Regions from separate parts of the Sus scrofa genome. Here all the other regions are linked to region 2. The links are chromatin contacts, called in public HiChIP or PLAC-seq and promoter capture Hi-C maps. All regions are on one chromosome and are shown on one strand. Each heading gives the region's core, a stretch centred on a gene start, on an enhancer-like site or on the middle of the called end of the contact. The rest is flanking DNA. Distances are from core to core; before and after follow the strand shown.

Region 1 (3,591 bases), core at 190-2,689, 340 kb before region 2:
TTAAATGCAGTTTAAAAAAAAAAAATCACATATTCTAAGGTTCACTGGTTGTCCCAAGTTTGCAGAATAAACCATCTTAATGCCAACAACAATTATGGGTGACGGCCTGGAACACAAGTTTTTACCTGGTGGCCAAGATAATGATTTCTGTCCTAGTTGGTGTAACTCGAACTTCAACTCCGGAGTACCCATCTTCAGCCAGCTCCCGAGTAAGAAATTCATTCAGTTCAGCTTTGAAGATGCCATCAGCGACAAACTAACCAAAGAAGGAAATTCAAAGTGAGGACATGGGTGCAGGCTCACTTTCCTAGTCCAGTCTTTCAGCCAATGCAACCTTCATTAAAACTCAACACCTCCAACAGAGGACCCATCATCAATCATATTATCTGTGTTCCAGAAGGAACAGAGTAACCCTTCTCAGACAAATGCCTCTAGGTCATCTTTTGGAAGTCACTTTGACCCAGGGCCCTTTGAACTGTGCCACAGAACGCAACACAGAGCAGGGGCTACCTGGTCAAAGAGAACACCTCCAGTCAGACTCGTCATCTTCTCGTCATTGAAGGGTTTAAAAACTGTTATTAGCATGTACCCACGCTAAACAAAAGCAGCTCTAAAACGACCCATTTAGAACTAACTCAGCACAAGTGAGACACTGTTTGCACCCAGGGAGTTAAGCAGCCTCACCTGTAAACACAGTTCGGCTCAGCAGAAGACGCTCAGCCACTTTAATCTTGCCTTAACTGTACCCACGTGTGTTTCGGAAAGCTGGCAAATCCTCACTCACAAAAGCGTGTGGATTGCACTGTAACACCAACGTTATGTACTCACAAAATGACAAAGTGCCTCAAACCGAACGGACTTCACACAGTTCTCTCCCATGGAAAGATCAGTTCAGTTAAACTCGAGGAAGCGTTCTTCTCAGGTCCCCGCCCTCCCTTTCCCCAGAACTTTTCCTTGGCCCCAAGTGGAAAAAATGCCAAAAGCCTTCTCAAAACTGAGGTCTGTGAGGCAGAAGGCTGCACGCAGAAACGATTAATGAGAAGGCAAATATACTGCTACCTCCCTCTCCCGAAGCCCCGCTAAGATGCGGGGAACGGCTCACGGCCTCAAACACCACACGTTTCCTAACGGTACGGACTGACCAAGAAATGCTCACAAGCGCCTTCTCCGGGGCAGGAGGGGCCCCCGGTGCTCATCTCTGCTCTCCGTCCAAACCATCTCCGCCATACTGCGCCGGCCCGGCTCGGGCCTGCGCTCCATCCACCTCCATCCTCGGCCCTCGGGAACCCCACGCGGCCCGCCGCCAGGGGAAGAGGAAGGAGCCGCGGGCCTCGCGACGACCCCCAGAAAAGCTCCTGGCCCGCGCGGCGCCACAGCTCCTGGCATCCGGGCCCCGAGATCTCACCTTCCTCTTCTTGGAAATCTGCACCGCCATCTTGCCGCCGCGCGCAGCCGAAAGAAAAAGAAGGGGCGAGTGGCCGGAAGTGCGTATAAAGAGCGCTGCGCGACGACAAAGAACTGCGCGACGTCGACGTCTGTGGGCGCTCAAGGGAAATGTAGTTTTTACTTCCGGGAGGCGGTAAAAGAGAAGAGTAGCGTGATGGAGACACCTGTAGGCAGAAACGCGAAAGGGAGGAGATCAAGCGAAACGTCAAAACTGTCTGAAAGAAGTGGATGAATTAAAGGGACATACTGTGGACCTGATGTGTCTTGGTGATGGATTGAGGCTGAGGGGAGTTGAGAATGATGTTGCCGGTTTCTGACTTCAGGGCTGGATGTTAGTGACCACCCTCACGGAGGTGAGGAAACCAGGAACAGGCTTTTTTCTCCGTGTGTCATCTCCTTCTGGCACTTCCTCCAGGATTGGGTCTCTCCTAGTTGCTCCCATCACCATAACAGTCATCTCACTGGGTTGGAATGACCTGTTTATATATTTCTTCCACTACTGTAAGCTTAGGATACGGCCTGGTTCAGGCCCAGTGTCAACAAAAGTTTGAATAGCAAACAAATCAATGCATGGATTCTGGTTTTCGAATTGTTCTTGGTACTGTGGTTCAGATGAATTTGCTCACAAGTGCCATATCTTACCCGGGAGGCCCACAAAACCGAGTTGGAGAGACTCAAAGCTGAGGATCAGACCTCGGCAAGTTCTTTGCACCAACGTCACGTCTGGAGTTTTCATGGTGGCTCATCTGCTGTCTCTCCCCAGTGACACAGAGGATGCCTGCCTGGGTATGGTTCTCTGGTCCCAGGAAAAAGCCCATGAAGGAAGCTTTTATCTTTATCATCATAATGCCTTTTATTTTATCTATTTTAAGAGATATTATATTACTCAGAATAACACTGTAAAAATACTAGTATCGGACATTCCCACTGTGGCTCAGGGAAAACAAATCTGACTAGCATCCGTGGGGACACAGTTTTGATCCCTGGCCTCACTCAGTGGATTAAGGATCTGGCGTTGCTCTGAGCTGTGGTGTAGGTCACAGCTGCAGCTCTGATTCGATCCCTCACCTAGGAAACTCCAGGTGCCATGGGTGCAGCCCCAAAAAGCAAAAAAATTAAAATTAAAATACATGCATAAAAACATTTAAAAAGAGAAGCAAATTAAAACAACACAACACTCTTCTGGTTAAGCAAACATTTCAGGACACATGTTTTCAGATTTCCCTCCAGGCAGTGAGATGTCCTGTGGCGAATGGTGTGCACTTTCAGCGTCACACAGATGGGGTCACTGCCGTGCACAGGTGCCATGGAGGATGCTCTGTTCTGCTGGGAGGGTGCCAAGGGAGCAGACAGCTTGGTCAGAGGCAGGGCAGTGGGGAAAATGATGAAGCCAGCTCAATCAGTTTCATGTCTCAGTGCTACTATTTACAAGCTTCAGGCAAGTCACTAAACCTTTTTGTCTCATATTCTTCATCTGGAAAGTGCTCATTAACCTCTGAGGATTTCTGTGATTGAATTAGATGGTGGCTTTAAAGCACTCAGCATAGTGCCCAGCACGTGGAAAGCATCCGTTATATGGGACAGATCATCACTGCTTTTAGTGCAAATAAACACCTTGGCATTTTGGTTTCAATGTTTTTGGTTAGGGTGAGTCATCTTGCCATCACTAACACGTGGGCCCACACCTCTGCTTTTTGCAGAAGCCGCTACACACCAGCACCTTCCATTCTCACACATGCTGGGCACTATCTGCTGTGGGTAGAAGGATGATACCGCAATAATGCTTAAGGCAGAGAAATCAAAAGAAAGAGGTGGGGAAAACTGAGTCAGAGACCAGACACTGGAAGAAGAAAGACTTGGCCAAGGGAGAGAAAAAGACCAGGGAGATCTCCACTCATCAAGCTTTTTCCAAGGGTGTAAGATCAGCATCTGGTTTGGAGAGGTGGGGGCCAAGGACAGCTGTATCAGGGACCTGCCCGGGGCCATTACGGGCTAGGAGGGAGAGGGCAGGGGCTGGGCAGGCAGGTCAAAATGACCAGCTGAACCTTTCCTGGGCGTGGATGGAGGAGGCGGGTTACCAAGCCCAGCTCAAGGAGAGGGACACAGCTGGAATACCAGAGACAGTAAGTTTGTCCAATTGATTTT
Region 2 (3,381 bases), core at 108-2,607:
GTGTTACACACAGAGAAGTCTGAAAGCTGTTTTCAATTAAAGTAAACAATCCTGATTTTTCACTCTATTAAAATAAAGACCCCCTGTGTAACATTCCTTATCAAACTGGCCCAGGGCCCTAAAATGAGAGAATTGGAAGGAACCTTAGGGTGGATGAAGACTAACTCCCTCATTTTACAAATGAGGAAACAAGACACAGGGAAAACAAGCATATTTCAAGGTCACACAGCTAATTAGACGCAGGCCCAGTACTAGGACCCAGATCTCTACACAATTGTTACTTTCAAAATGCTATGCAAAGGGCAGGAAGGGCCTACCCCGAGAAGAAGTTTCCTTTTTTTTTTTTTTTTTTAATTTTTTTTTTTTTAAGCCCTTGTTGCTAAGACTGCATTTAAAAAAGAATAAAGCAAGAAAGAGAGAAACAGAGAAAGACTGGATGGGCGGGGCGGGGGGAGAGAAGAGTGAACAGGCAGCAAGCTCAAGAATCTGATTCACCTAAGGCACTTGGTGGCAGGAAGAGAGGGGAAAGGGTAGGGGGTTGGGTGAAAAAGGCGAGAGAAAAAAGATAAATCTTAAAAGCTTCCTGTCAGCATGTAGGTCAAGTTCAGTATTCGGGGTATCACAACAAAACGCCTAGAAACTTTAGTAAGCAAAAGGCCAAAGGCACTCTAGAATCAGTAGCAAAACTCAAGTGTGGCGGGGAGTTTGGACACCACTGACTTCAAACAGCTGCCTTCATTTAGTCGAGATTCAGCTTTCCCTGTCGGTGAAACGGGCACACTGAACAGTGGCCCCGAGTACCACCGAGGAAAAGCGAGGGCCGCAGGAAATGTGGAAATAATCAAATTATCCTAAGTAGCAGCAGTGGCCGAGGTTAAGGACCAAAAAGGAATGAAGTCCTAAAGAGGAGAGAGCCCGAGTCTGAGGTGCGTAGAGAGCTGAATACAAGGGCCCGTAGGGTCCCCGAGGTGGGCCAAACGAGGACTCCCCTAGAGAAGCCGCATAAGAAAAGGGGGGAGAGGATGGTGGGCTCGCCGCCTCCCAGGAGTCCCCAGGCCTCGGCTGTCCCCAAAATCCGACTCCTCACCTTGTCCAACAAGCCGCTACGGCTACTGCCCGTCCCGCAGCTGGGACCGCCGCCAGCCCCACTACTGCCTCCGCCACCACCGGATCTCCCACCCTGAGCAGCCGCCGCCGCCATCTTTCCTGCCTGTGCGTCTCCCTCCCCTCCTACTTGTCCGAAGCTGATTGGCTGGAACTGGCGGCGTGGCGTGCCGCGCGGAGTACATCGGGACCCGTAGTTCAGGGCTGGCTGACGCGAGGTTGCCAGCGGAAGTGGCCGCGGGGCTTGCTGGGACTTGTAGTAATCAGAAGCTCCAGCCATCGGTTGCCGCCTACTCGGCCAGCCAACGCGTCGCGGTTACTAAGGGTTGGAGAAGGTAGTGGTAAGCGCCACCGTGGAGCTACTCCGAGATCCCCGGGAGGCTCGCCGAGCTGCCCGCCTGACCGGGACGTCGCCCCCGCGGAAACCTCGGAGGCGGAAGCGACGCCGGAGGCAGGTGCGGCTGGAAACTTAGTTTCATATGTAGAGTTTCCCAAAGAAGCGAAGGAGCTTGTCTTTAATCCTTTTCTACCCCTGTTACTGCCCTTACCGGTTCTTTGGTGACTGTCATCTTAGCTGTTAGTATTGTTTTCGTATTTTAGGGAACTCACATTCATTGTCTTCTATCTGCATTTGTAGCCATGCTCTCATTTAGTCCCGTAACAGACCAGTCAGAGGAGGATACTAAGAAACTTAAGGCCAGAGAGCATGTATCAGAACCTAGTTTAGAAGCCGGGTTTTTTTGTTTTGTTTTGTTTTTGTTTTTTACATCAAACCCGTGTTATACTCCCTTTGCCATTGACTGGGGTCCTTGAACCCTCTAATCAATAGAAAATGGTAAGAGGCCAGATGAGAAATTCAGGTGAGGCTTTATTGGGACTCCTGCTTTAATGCTATGGAGCAAAAATAAGAAACAGGTGCTCCCTGAGGGAAGGAGGCAAGCTGGTCCCTTAAATGAGATGAAAGAAGGGGAGGAAGGGATGGCTCAGGTGGTCTGCCTACTGCCTTGGTGGTGCTGGGATTATGCCCAGTACCCTCCTCACTCTTGGCACCTCAGAAGTGGCAGTTGGCTTATGGCCTTTTTGTGTTTTATTGTTCATAATTTGCCTCAACTGTGCTTGCATGCAATTATGTTTTGTTCCTTCTTGTTTCTTTGTATTTTGTTGCTCAAGGCGATGTCTGTCCAGGTGCAGGCACTCCAGTAAAGGATCCCAGATCCCAGCCTAACTCACCTTTGCCACTCTGCTTTTACAGCTTTAGGACACAATAATATTATAGATTTTTATTGCTTTTGTTTACACAAGTATTTGTTGAGCACCAACATCACTGGAAACTGTACCGAGGAATCCTAGGGGATCCTGTCCCCTACTTTCATGGAACTCCTACTCTAATGACCTAGAGTTATCATATAACAGGTCTTAATACACTATGATTTAGTACACTGCATTATTAGTTGTTTGTTTTGTCCCCATGAATTCCTCATATGTGTCCAAATGACTGAACAAATGGAGTACATACTCTGGAGTGGTCACTGTTCTGGTCATGAGGGACAGATCGCTGAGTAACAGGCAAAATACCTGTTTTCATGAAGCCAACACTCATGTGGTCATCATTATTACTAAAGTACTAGGTGCAATTTCTTCACTTCTGTGAAGCAATCCAGTCAGATGCCCCTGTAGCTTTTTGTTCATCTTTTATAATTTATTGTGTTTCAAAACCCAGTTCTAATGTCACTTGCCCTGTGAAACCTTCCCTGACCCTTACTTCGCCCCTCTTTGCAGGCAGGATGAAGAGCTCCATAGATAGCATTGTGGGCACGATTCCATTTAGTTCAGTAAACAATCACTTGAGCCTCTTCAATGCACCAGACCCTGTATGAGACACTGGGGATAAAGATATAGGTAGGACCCAGGCCTGGCACAGTGCCTCCATTAAGAGGTGAGCTGGGAGCTCCCATTGTGGCTTAGCAGTAACAAACCCGACTAGTATCCATGAGGACACAGGTTCGATCCCTGGCCTCTCAGTGGGTTAAAGAATCCAGCGTTGCCACAAGCTGCGGTGTAGGTCACAGATGAGGCTCAGATCTGGCATTGCTGTGGCGGTGGTGTAGGCCAGCAGCTGTAGCTCTGATTCTGCCCCTAGCCTGGGAACTTCCATATGCCATAGGTGCAGCCTGAAAAGCAGGGAAAAAAAAAAAAAAAAAGGTGGGCTGAAGTGGTAGTAAAGATAAGGGCCAATCTGAGGAGGGGGATATACAGGAGAGCTTTCTGTTTGAGTCA
Region 3 (3,543 bases), core at 122-2,621, 370 kb after region 2:
TCAGATGATAATGCATTATAAATTACATTAGATGCCACCCCAGTTTTGCCAAGAGCTGTCCGTCTGGGCAGGGAGGATCACGGTATTTATCTTGCAGATACTAAGAAGTTTGTATCGCAGATCAATTCATGCAAAAGAGTCTAAAAAGAAAGCCTGAATATACATAGGAAAAGCTCTTACTTTCCTCACACTCCTTGTTTTACTAAGCCCCCCCCCACATTCTGCCTTTTTTTGGGCCACCACCAGAAACTATCTTCAAACTCAACCGGAAGCCAGGTTACTCTGGACTGTATGACTCCAACTTCTGAGGAAAGGTGCAGCCATACAAACATTAGAGCGCCCACAGGTGGTGCCGGGTCAGGTAATGAGTGAAGTGGTTGAATAGTGTATCAGGGGTGAGATTGGGAACAACTGGCATCAAGCTTTGTTCCCCCTGCCATCCCTCCTTGACCTCTCCTGTCATTTGCCACTTCCTCCCAACCTGTCGAGTTTCCAACAATCAGAAAACTTACAAAGGTTAGGCAAAAGCGGTGTGATGTGGAGGAAATCACTAGCAAGAGACAAATCTAGGCTGGAAAACTGATTATCCCTTACTAACCGCAAGCAAAGACATTATCTGGTCCCTCTGCTTCAACTGCCTTTTGTAGGGATACTTCCACCGACTTCTAGCGGGTCGCTGTAAAGATTAAACGCAGTCATGTGTATCCAAGCTCACAGCAAGCCCTCAATCTTCCCGATTTGCGAAACGCACTCACATTCATCGTCTCACTTGAATCTTGACTCTAACCCTGCGAGGCAGGTCAAACCTCTATCAACACCAAACTTCCGGGAAGAGGAAAACAACGGACGGTCGGAGGGTTTGCACAACTTATCACTTAACCCGGCTAAGACACAAATTTCCTCAAGGGTAACTTAGGACTTCAAACTTGTCAGACAGGTGTAGAGAGACCTGAGAAACGCTATCAATGAACGCTCCTCCCTCCGCGCCTGACCCCCGCGGCGCGTGGTCGGGGCGCAGAGCCCAGCACGCCCACCCCAGGGACGCGGGTTCGCGCGACAAGGAGAGCTCCTCCCCGGCGAGGCCTCGCTCGCTCTGGGACACTAGGCACGGGGACGAGACCCCCTCGGCCAGTCCCCACCCGGCCACACGCACAGGGGTCAAGGCCCCCGCCGGCCTCACCGGGCCCAGGACCCCAGTCGCGCGCCCGCATCCCCCAGCCCGAAGTCCTCACGATTTTGTTCTGGTCCGTGACGAACTCGTCTATATTTTCCAGATAAAACTGGTCCGCCATGGTGCCGCCGTGCCGGGCCCCGCCGCCTCGGAGCTCCCCCGCGCCGCCACAACCGCGGCTCCCGCCGGCGGGAAACGTCTCTTTAGCCCCCCACGTCCCGGGTCGTTTCCCACGGCAACGGAAGCGACGCGCTACGGCGGCCGCCGAGGGTCAAACGAGGCTCGGAGACGGCGCTGGCTGAAGTAGGCGGGGCTAATAGGAGCGAACGGAAGTGAGGAGCCGGGGTGCGGGCGTGCCCTGCAGGCGCTGTCTGTAGAACCTTGGTTTCTACTCTCAGCTCTGCCGCTCGGTGAGCAACTCAGGGCAAAATAGCTCACCTGTAGGAGCCGCAGTCTTTCCACTTGTAAACTGATAAAATAATCCTTGCCCTTGCATGCGTGTATTCAACAAGTATTAAGTACCCCATCTATTCCAGGCACTTAGGCACTGGGACACAGCAGTGAACAATAAAGACAGAAATAAACAAGTATTTTAGTAAAGTCCTCCCAGCTGTGATAAAGTACTGCCTGTTAGAATCTCAGAATGGAGAAATTAGGGAAGGTTTTCCAGAGGGGATGAGAGAGGGGAGTGTTTGCTGGGAAGAGAAGGAATTTCATTATGGCTGGAATGCTGGGAGAGGGCAATGAGAGATGAGACAGAAGAATCCAAAGGATGCTGTGCCTTCCAAGTTGTGTGAGGGGACACGTGAACTTTATTCTCAAGAAGTTTTCAAATTGGGGAATTCCAACTAAAATGTCTCCTAACATCAGCTAAAATACCCTTCAGCATAAGCCAGTGAATTTCAGTAGGGCAGCCTAATGGATAATGGAGCAGGCTCTAGAGTTAGACCTGGGCTTTGAATCTTGGTTTTGATATTTGTTGTGTGGACTTAGGTAAGTTATTTAACCACTGCAAGCCTGTTTCCTATCTCTAAGATGGAAATAGTAATAGCACCCTCTTCAAATGTTGGTTGCAACATGCATTTATTCAAGGTAAAGTCAGCCAAAGCCCACTAAGGGCCAGGCATTGTTCTGGGTGCTGGGGTACTGGAGATACAGCTGTGATCAGTATTACACAGAGCCTGTTCACAAGTAGCTTCCATTTTCTTGGAGATTTTTTTTTTTTTTTTTTTGGCTATTTTCTTTGCTCTTCCATTATAGCACTTGCATTAATTCTGTACCTCTCCTCTTGTCTCAGTCATTTAGACTACATGGAAATCCATTGTCTATTTTTCTTTTTTTTTTCTTTTTTTTGTCTTTTTGCTGTTTCTTTGGGCTGCTCCCACGGCACATGGAGGTTCCCAGGCTAGGGGTCCAATCAGAGCTGTAGCCACCGGCCTACACCACAGCCACAGCAACTCGGGATCCGAGCCGCGTCTGCAACCTACACCACAGCTCACGGCAACGCCGGATCGTTAACCCACTGAGCAAGGGCAGGGACCGAACCCGCAACCTCATGGTTCCTAGTCGGATTCGTTAACCACTGCGCCACGACAAGAACTCCTCTTGGAGATTTTTAAGTGAGGGATAGTAGAGCCTTAAAATAGGGTACATATGGAGTTCCCGTCATGGTGCAGTGGTTAATGAATCCAACTAGGAACTATGAGGTTGCGGGTTCGATCCCTGGCTTTGCTCAGTGGGTTAAGGACCTGGCGTTGCCGTGAGCTGTGGTGTAGGTTGCAGATGTGGTGTGGCTGTGGCGTAGGCTGGTGGCTACAGCTCTGATTAGACCCCTACCTGGGAACCTCCATATGCTGCGGGAGCGGCCCTAGAAATGGCAGAAATGCCAAAAAAAAAAAAAAAAAAGGATATGTATTGGAAATTAAGAACTAAGTGACTTTTTTTTTTTTTTTTTTTTTTTGCTTGTCAGGGCCACACCCAGGGCATCTGGGGGTTCCCAGGCTAGGGGTCAAATCGGAGCTATAGCTACTGGCCTACACCACAGCCTCAGCAACAGGGGATCCCATCTGCATCTGTGACCTACATCACAGCTCAACTCCTAGCCTGGAAACTTCCATATGCTGAGGGTGTGGCCCTAAGAAGCAAAACAAACAAACAAAAAAACCTAAGTGACTTGGGTTTGCTTTGAGTCAGCAAAACCTGCTAATGAATTAGATGTGTGGAGTATAGAGAGACAGTAATCAAGAAAAATACCTAGATTTGGAAACCTAAATCTTTAGGTAAATGATGATGCCTTTGACTACCGAAAGCTGAAGACTAAGAGAAAAAGTAGATGATAAAGAATTTTATTTGGTCAGAGTTATAAATGAGAT

The links. Promoter capture Hi-C pulls out the DNA fragments that hold promoters and counts their contacts. HiChIP or PLAC-seq counts read pairs in DNA pulled down with a chosen protein or histone mark.
Region 1: a promoter capture Hi-C map of liver shows a contact between it and region 2, with 10 times the contacts expected there. The contact joins the promoter of RPS3 here to the promoter of XRRA1 in region 2. A contact is called at or near these places in 1 of 5 promoter capture datasets (liver), 7 of 47 Hi-C or Micro-C datasets (heart right ventricle, liver, psoas muscle and 2 more) and 2 of 2 datasets of contacts at active chromatin or transcription factors (alveolar macrophages and skeletal muscle).
Region 3: a contact with region 2 is called in an H3K27ac HiChIP or PLAC-seq map of alveolar macrophages. The contact joins the promoter of POLD3 here to the promoter of XRRA1 in region 2. A contact is called at or near these places in 1 of 5 promoter capture datasets (liver) and 1 of 2 datasets of contacts at active chromatin or transcription factors (alveolar macrophages).

Annotation. Positions count from the first base shown.
Region 1 is chr9:9,623,123-9,626,713 of Sscrofa11.1, reverse strand. RPS3 (ribosomal protein S3) reads right to left here and starts at 1,439. Exons shown (of 7, transcript NM_001044601.1): 1 at 1,406-1,439; 2 at 126-256. The coding sequence starts at 1,435.
Region 2 is chr9:9,278,669-9,282,049 of Sscrofa11.1, reverse strand. XRRA1 (X-ray radiation resistance-associated protein 1) reads left to right here and starts at 1,357. Exons shown (of 19, transcript XR_002335534.1): 1 at 1,357-1,559. SPCS2 (signal peptidase complex subunit 2) reads right to left here and starts at 1,533. Exons shown (of 5, transcript XM_003482563.4): 1 at 1,088-1,533. The coding sequence starts at 1,384.
Region 3 is chr9:8,904,319-8,907,861 of Sscrofa11.1, reverse strand. It overlaps POLD3 (polymerase (DNA-directed), delta 3, accessory subunit), which reads right to left and starts at 1,371. Exons shown (of 14, transcript NM_001244235.1): 1 at 1,233-1,371. The coding sequence starts at 1,292.